Linked DNA regions of Mus musculus: region 1 is linked to region 2. A link is a contact called in public HiChIP or PLAC-seq data. All regions are on one chromosome and are shown on one strand. Each heading gives the region's core, a stretch centred on a gene start, on an enhancer-like site or on the middle of the called end of the contact. The rest is flanking DNA. Distances are from core to core; before and after follow the strand shown. Region 1 overlaps Cap2 (CAP, adenylate cyclase-associated protein, 2 (yeast)). Region 2 has its middle 69 kb from the start of Rbm24.

Region 1 (4,173 bases), core at 1,103-3,602, 180 kb after region 2:
CATTCTGTTGGCAGGCATGTAAAATGGTGCATCTGTAAGAGAAAATGGCTTGGCAGGTACAGGAACAATGACAGCATTGTAAACATGAGGTCACACACCCCAACATGCACCCAAAAGCAATGAGGACAGACTTTCAGAGTGGTATTCTGAACAGCATGAGTCTCGGCAGCCAAGAGGTAGAAGCAACTGGAGCATCTACAGACAGACAAATGCATCGAGGAAATGTGTTGTCTGACACTGTGCTAAGGAAAATAAAACTGACACGGACAGGGGTGCGTGCATTTTGTGACTTCTCCTATGTGACACATCTAAAGATGCAAAATTCATAGAGACCGAGAATAGCAATCACCAGAGGCAGGAGTGGGAGGCAATGAGAAATCTCGTTGAGTATCTGTGAAGCCTCAGCTCTACGACAACAAAACCCAGAAGTCTCACGACAACACGAGTGTTTACATAAAGATGGTTAAGATGGTAGTGTGGTTTTTGCTGGTATATTACTGTGTGTGTGGATGTTTGTAAGTGTGTGGCTACACATGAAGGTGTGTGTGTGCAAGCATGTAAGAGTCGACCCCAGATGTCTTTCTTTGGGTGAAATCCACCGTGTGTGTAAAGCAGGGTCCCTCACCGGGGCCTGATACTCACTGAGTGGCTAGGATGGATGGCCAGCTAGTGAGCCTCAGAGATCATCCTGTCTCTACCTTCCCCAGCACTGGGATCACAGCTGTGTACCATGGCTGGCTTCTTACACGGGTGCTAAGGATCAAACATGCCCTTGGTGGGGCCAACTCTTTCCTGGCTGAGCAATCTCGACGACCCATTTTCTTCATGTGATTTTACATAATCATGCAGAGTACATTCCTCATGGTGACATTTCTATCCCCCTGCACCACTAGACTGTGTTCTTCTTTGTCCCCCTTCCCTGATGTCCTCCTCCATGACCCCTGTCCTCTCTGGCTGGCTCCCTTCCTCCGACCGTCCCTACTTTCTTCTTTCGTGTCACAAATATTACATTGCCATCTCTTCTCAATCTTAATATCTCTTCTATCCCTCGTGATCCCCATTCTCGATTCAAGACTGACCAACAGACAGAGAGAGAGAGAGAGAGAATGAGAGAGATGCAAATTTTCTTATGTCTTATCTTCTCATAACTTCTTTTCCGTTAAATCTGGGAGAAAGGGAAAAGTATAGAATCTGGGAATTTCTGGATTGAAATAGATCTTGAAGGATGTGTACTCTGGTCTGCTAGCTACCGACAGATTTCTACCCCGGCAGTTAGTCATTATTTACATCCTGGAAAAGACAGTTTCAGCGTAGGTTTACAGAAAATCTGATGCTTGGATAAAGTTGTTTGAGGTTAGAAGATAATTGGAAAGGGTTCCATCTTTGCTCCGTCTCTGTTGATAGCATATTCGACACCCAGCAGTGGTCTCACAAAGGGATCTGGTGACTTTCCATCCCAGTGGATCCAAGACTGCAATTAAATAACTGGTCAACCAATCACATCACAGGGTACTCGTCTGCCAAAGATGTCCTCCACTGTTATTAAATACTTCTCTTGAAACACTCACTGACCCTTTTAGTTCTGGTTGTCTTTTTCTCTCTGAAAGTTCACATACAGCAAACTCGTGTTGAATTTCTCATATTTACCATACACAGTTTACCTGAAAGCTAAATACATAAAGGAGTGGTACCCCAATGTGAAGAAGACATTCTTGCATGATGCTCTCACAGTGATTCCAGATCTGTGACCTTCAGTTGATGTTGACAGTACGTTTCTGGGGTAGGACAGAACTCTGACTACTAACATCTCACAAAACCCTAGATAGAAGCTCTAACCAGAGAACAACAAGGCTTAGAAATAAGTATGGGAGCTTAGAGTTTTTCCAAAAATGTACACCCTAGTGCAGAGCCTTCTGTTTGCATAGTAAAGAGCTCCTTTACATTCCTTTTAGAATAAAGAGAGGTATAGATGTATTTGGATTTAAATGAAATGCTTTTCCCTCCTCACTTGTCAGCTTATAAGCAGTGCGACTCTAATGAAAATATGTTCTCGATAACGAATACGGAATGATTTACACGTGTCGTGTTTGTGTTAAGAGAAGGAAAACTGAAATCTGAAACGGAACAAAAGAGGAGGAGGGATCCAGAGGGAAAAGAAAAAAAAAAGAGGAAGGGAGAAAGCAAGAGAGAGAAAAGAAAGGAGGAGAGGAAAGACAAGAAAATATAGGGAAAGAGAGCAATAAAAGAGAGAGAGGCTCGCCATCTGAAAACGCAGTCCCTGACTCTGTAACACAAAGAAAAGCACAGACACCCAGCATCCATCTGCCTGTCGCTTTAATAAAGTGAACAAGCAGTTTAGGTCTGTGCCCTCCCAGAGCCCTGTGTCATTGGAGTTAAGCCTGCAGCTGCCACCTCTGTTGCAAGCCAAAAAGTGGGGGTTGGGGGGGAGAGGAGGGAGGGAAGGGTGTCGAACTTTGTTCCAAAAACACACCTGTTGCCTAGAAAAAGAAACCCCCACATACCTGATTGTACAGTACAGAAATCTGAGACGGATATACCACACGCATCATTTCACCCCCCTCCCTCCCAGCTTAACAGCTATTTCACAGATATTAAGAATGAGTAGGCACAGGCAGGCCAACGATTTAACTTCTGTGTCCTCTTGCTGGCTGCTGGGCGGGCTGTAATTTACCCGAACACTCAATAGTCTATTGACAGAGTAGACCACAAAAGGGAGGGGGGATTAATGTTGACAATTAGGACGTTCTGCTGAGCCCAAGAACAGAACAGGTTTAGAAAAGATTAGATCTGGCTAAGCCTCCTTGTAGGCAACAGAAACCAGGGGGCTTATTTAAATTACTCTCCAACCCAAGAACAATGACACAGCCTGTGCCTCCTTTAGAAGAATAAACAATGCGTAATTTTACAATAGATCTTTAGGGTAAACATGGCGGTTGCCCTGGAAGGAAAAGGCTCTCTAAAAACGGTTCTCATATATCATCAACAAGGTCTTGGAAGCCATGGCCCATTAACAATGGACTGGTGTGATACTTGTTGTGTGTTGTGTTGTTTTTCTAAATGAAAAGCCAGAAACATAGCTCAGTTGGTAGAGTGCTTGTCTAGCAAGCACCGTATAAACAAACCTAATGTGGTTATACATGCCTACAGTCCCCAGCACTTTGGAGGTGGAGGCCAGAGGTTCTACACAAGAGTGGGGGTGGAGTGGGTGGGAGGTATAGCAGAGGTGAGTGCTTGAGGACAGCATGGGCTACTTGAGACCTTGTGACCTTGTCTCATCAAGCAAACAAACCCCCAGTTTACAGGAACTAGTCTCTGGCCAGTTGCTGAGTGACTTGACAGTCCCAAAGCAGCTGCCAGTAGCAGCTGGAAATCCCGAGTTCTTCCTGAACATTTCTTGGGGTGGGGAATGTTCATTTCCTTATCTTGATTAGAGTGGATTTAAAAGAAAGCACTCCTATTCATTGTTTCATAAGGGAATCACAATTTAAACGAAAAGACACTAAAATTAGAACTAGGCTACATATGCTGTGGATACAAATCTGAGCTACGTCTTTGTCTTCCCTGACCTCATAACAGATAGGCACACTTAGGCAATTAATAGACACCCTCACTTGTTGGTTGGGGGGAGGGGTTGAGACAGAGTGTCATGTGGCCCAGGTTGGCCTCAAATTTACTTTGTGGTTGATCCTGACCTTGAACTTTCCACCCCACCTCTACCTCCCAAGTGCTAGGATTACAGGTACATACCCACAGGCCTCACTTTTGATGTCTCTCCTGACTACAACCACACCCTGAGAGTCCCTAAGACTTAACTGTAGAGTTAAGTCAACTCTACAGTGGTTGCTCCTTTCAAGCCATTCTGAGTAGTGGCGATCCTGGCAGAGTGGCATCCCTCACCTTCACCATCTCCTTCAGCCATGTTGGCCTTCTAGTTGACTTCCGGTTTTCCCAGTTTCCTGCCTGTTGTTGTAATTAACTGAAGCACTTGACTTTAGTAAGGTTACCACACACAGAGTGTTTTAGCAGTCATAAATCAGTTTGACCAAATGGCAAATATCAAAACGTGATCTGGTCAGGAATTCTGACTCGGGGGTTCCCACAGTCTGTGAAGCCAGCCTCTTTGTTCCTACTGTTGCTAATGACAGCTCTAAC
Region 2 (4,311 bases), core at 1,613-4,112:
TTTGTGGCTCAAACCACCCTTTCAGAGGGTTCGCCTGGAAAAGACATGAATATTTACGTTACAATTCGTCACAGCAGCAAAATTACAGTTATAATGTAGCAATGAAAATGATTTTATGGTGGGGGGGGTCACCAAAACATGAGGAACTGTATTAAAGGGTTACAGCATTAGAAGGTGGAGAACCACTGGTCAAAATAATCAGAGACGAGAATGAAAGAGGAGAGTGCTTCAAGCTGCTTAGGATCAGAGTCTGTTAATGTTGCCCTGACACTGGTCAGATCATCCCACATGTCCCCAGCTCCTCACACGTCAGTCAAGGCTGCATGACGACGCCACGTTCATGGTTCACTTCAACAGCAAGACATCCATCACTTAAAGTTAGCACACTCTCCTAGATTCCCCTCTTGTGTTTTGTATGTTGACGGGCATGCCCTGAGATACAGACTGCATCCAGATCTCAGGACATCAAGGCCAGCCCAGACTCCGAAATCACCGTTTAGATGACAACCCCCAAGAGCATCCTGATTTAGGCTGTGGCACGGGTGAGAACCCCACTTTTGACCTGTTAAGCCACTAAGCACTTGAGGATCATTTGTTGCTGAATCTTAACACAGCTTAACACCACTAGCTCAAGACGCAGGGTGAATGAATGGGGCGGTGGGGGTGGTGGGATATCTGCTATCCTTTCTGATGGATAAACTATCAGAAAGGGAAGTGTGTGGCTTCTTATATGAACTGGCAAAGGTCCCTGTCCCATCCGATGAGAGCTCCAAGGTTAGAGGAACCATAATATCAGAAGCCAGAGGGATTTTTGCATCTGTTTGCAAAGTTGTCCACACTGATCTTGTTATCAGAGTTCAGGGTCAGAGTCTGGGTACTGATGGCCACAATAAGGCAGGTTCAACAACCTTCTCTCAATAAGCCAAATAAATAAATAAATAAATAAATAAATAAATAAATAAATAAATAAATGGAAAAACAGAAAGGGGACAGTTATTCAATGTAGCCATATTGGGACAGGGGTGGGGGGATGCAAGATATCCCCATCTCCCTCCCAATTATATCTTGAAGATCTTATTAAGGTTTTGATTCAGTAGTGGTCCAGGGGTATGCAGAACTCAGCAGTCCTGGTCAAGGTGTGGTCCAGTCCACCATTGAGCCAGAGCCACTTGCTCTGTGTTCCACAGCGTCCAGCCAGGTGTTCTAACAAGGTATCAGAACTGAGTGAAATCTCTATTCTGGAGACAGCTCCTCCTCTGGCACGCACCAGACTTGTCCCTCTCTCAGAATGATTTTACCTGGAAAATTCCCTTTTTTTTTTTTTAAAGACATATCTCATAGCCAAAGAAACACACATTTCTTTAGAATAGCTTTCTTCCTACCTGGTGGGTAATATCTGCCTTCAGAAACTCTGTGACAACATTTTCAGTCAATTTTGCTACTTTGGGCCTAAACTAGAGCTCTGGACAGAATTCCATGCAAACTTTTAGAAAGAGAGCACTGTATTGGAAACCTACAACGTTTTGACGCTGCCTTATTCATTCGGTTGATGCTGACCACTCTCTATAGACATTCTCTGTCTACCCAACAGCACCTGATCCCAAAGACCCCATGGTCAAGGCTGACTTATTGAAGAGGACTCTAGTCTCTTGGCTTGAAACTTCCAGAATTTTAAAACACTGCTGCTCAGAACCCAGCAATATAACTCCATAGTAGGGCAAGTGGCTCACACATGTGTGACCCTAAGTTTGAATCCCAGCACTAGAAATAAATAAATGATTTAAAAGCACTTCTTTACTTCAAACAAAAAGATATTTATTTTTATGTTTACCCAAGTAGCAACAGCCACAAATTAAACCAGCAAATTAAACAGGAATATCAGAAATCCGTACTTGTTTACCCCAAACTAAGAACTTTTCTTAAAGTCTTATTTGTGAAGTTATCACTGGATAGCACAGGGGGAAAGTAATTTACAAACCATTTGTTTCGGGATAGAATCTACAAATCACTCTCTTTCCATTTCAGGAAAAATAGAAAACAATATTCTTATCTTTACAAGACTGTTGAGCCCAACTGAACATTCAGACTTGTTTCCAAGTGGACAGTTGCTCGGTGCCTTCACCCTTAAGTAACAGGGCTGGGGTGTCTCTCTCAGCCTATCTCGATATCAATCACAGACAATCTGTTTATTATTTGAGTGTCTTACTTTTTTTTTTAAGCACCCAAACTTAGCATTGAGCCTGTGGGTTTCTTTATTTCCATCTAAGGACTTCTGGCAGACTGGAGCCATCTTTCCCTCTGACAGACTTTTTAAATGATTCTTCATGCTCTTGTCACACAATTAAAATTAGATTACTTCAATTCCCTGCTGGCTGGCCTGAGTGGGGACCCTTGTGTAGCCTCCAGCTGGCCCAGAGGCCTTTGAAGAGAGGAGTACGCTCCAAGCATCCTCGCCCAGGAGTCATTGTGTGCCTTGCCAGTTAAACAAGATTTATCCTGAGTACATCAATGGCCACTTATTTTCTTCTGCTTAGATTTTCCATTCTAAAGAACTTGGGATCAGAGAAATGGGTCTTTGTGTTGCTGATAAGCCAGCGCTGTCTCTGCTTCTTGGTACCTACCGTACTCAACTTTTGCCGGTGTACCTGGCAATTCGGCTTAAGTGGACCAGCAGGGACAGGAGAAAGATTGAGAGCAATCATGTGTGTTTGTTTCTGGTAACTGTGATTTTTTTCCAGCCAAGGCTTTCCCTTGGCCCTTCTCCTTTGAGCCTCCGCCAACTTCTGCCAACTGGGCACTGGCTGGCTGGAGTTGGCAGGGGTTCTACAGCCTGCCTGGCTTAGGGCTTCCCACAGAGCAGCCAGCATTCAGCAGTGTAGACACACAAAGCTGTTCCTCTCCACACAGCTCCTCCTAATGAGTGTTCCACATCTGCCTCTTTCCTCTTCTCATTTCCCCACACAAAGTTAAAGCAGGAAAAGTAACCGTTAGTGTTAGCATCTGTCAGGGAATCTCTGTTTCCATGGGCTGGAAGAGCAGCTCTTGTTGGTTCCTCTCAGCATCTTCCCTGGCCTGGTGCCTCTCCACAGTCTTTCCATGGGCCATTTCTGTTCTCTCCAGCTTGCCAGTTAGGCCAGTGAGGCACCCACTTTCCGTTACACGGAACAGCTACAAGGAGAGGATTGGGATCTGACTACCAGTGGGCTGGGCTCCTGGCCTAGTAACTTATTGTCCCTCTGACCCCGAGTCAGTGGCTATTTCTTTATCCTAGAATTAAGAATAATAGCACCCATCTCAAGTCTGTGGGGGAAGATTAGGCATAACACAATTAGTGTCTGGCCTCTAGGAGTGCCTTCTCTCATCATGACTTCTCAGCATGGGAGAACTGCCTTCCTCTTCTGCCTCCTTAGTAAACACTGCCTCTCCTTCTCTAAGAGGCAGTTCACTTCCTAGTCCTGCCTCTGTTTCTGTCCACTGAGGTCACCCAAGGCAATGGATCTCCTTAAATCCTTAACAAAAGTGCACAGCATTGTATTTTTTCCTAAAAAGTGTCAAGTGGTCTGGTATGTGTTTAAGAGCTCTCTGTCTCTCTGTCTCTGTTTCTCTCTATATATGTCTCTCTGTCTCTGTCTGTGTGTGTGTGTGTGCTATTGATGTTGTTGTTGTTTTGTATATAAAATTCCATGATAAGCACCTTGCATGGATTCTTCCAATTGGCGTAGCTTCTATTTTTATATTCATGTCTTTAAGATGAAGAAAGCCTAAGAATCGAAGTATTCTGGAAACTACAGACAGCAGGTGATAAACCTGGAGCCTGAACCCAAGCTGTCTGCTCTGGAATGCACACTCTCTGTATTTCTTATTCGTTCATGTTAATGGTTATGGGGGGAATTTCAAGAAAGCGGAATGACCAGGTTCCCTCAAACTGAAGGACATCCTTTACCATCCTTTCCTGCAACACAGCTCTATTGCTCTTTGATTCTCTGAGCTATCAGATCAGAGAGCTATCAGGAGCACATTGTTCCCAAGGGCATGTTTGACCATGTCTGATAGCAGTTTTGGGTTCTACAAATGGAACAAGCAAGGATGGGTCATGTGATTGGTAAAAATCATGGACGCTACTAAACATCCTACAATATCCAAGAAGGTTCTCCTTCTCTCTGTCCCCCACCACACCCCTCAATTCACCAATCCAGCCCAAAGCATTGCAAGTGCTGGCCAACGTTAGAAACTATGCTTTGCTTCTGTGTGGTACCTTTAAATGCTTCCTACAAAGGGACTGGTAGGGGAACAAGAAACCTGTGTACTTAG

Evidence for each region. HiChIP or PLAC-seq counts read pairs in DNA pulled down with a chosen protein or histone mark.
Region 1: an H3K27ac HiChIP or PLAC-seq map of stem cell-derived neural progenitor cells shows a contact between it and region 2, with 4 times the contacts expected there. The contact joins two enhancer-like sites. A contact is called at or near these places in 3 of 484 Hi-C or Micro-C datasets (the HL-1 cell line, muscle stem cells and nephron progenitors), 4 of 115 datasets of contacts at active chromatin or transcription factors (astrocytes, embryonic stem cells and stem cell-derived neural progenitor cells) and 1 of 9 other capture datasets (embryonic stem cells).

Annotation. Positions count from the first base shown.
Region 1 is chr13:46,531,874-46,536,046 of GRCm38.p6, forward strand. All of the region lies in intron 3 of Cap2 (CAP, adenylate cyclase-associated protein, 2 (yeast)), which reads left to right. Among named protein-coding and RNA genes, the nearest start is that of Cap2, 32 kb to the left of the region's middle. Within about 2 kb of position 2,353, at least 56 of the 459 cell types and tissues checked have an H3K27ac peak or open chromatin away from gene starts, as enhancers often do. A contact at or near this core is called in astrocytes, muscle stem cells and stem cell-derived neural progenitor cells, where this site is marked.
Region 2 is chr13:46,347,444-46,351,754 of GRCm38.p6, forward strand. No RefSeq gene overlaps it. Among named protein-coding and RNA genes, the nearest start is that of Rbm24, 69 kb to the right of the region's middle. Within about 2 kb of position 2,863, at least 30 of the 459 cell types and tissues checked have an H3K27ac peak or open chromatin away from gene starts, as enhancers often do. A contact at or near this core is called in astrocytes, muscle stem cells and stem cell-derived neural progenitor cells, where this site is marked.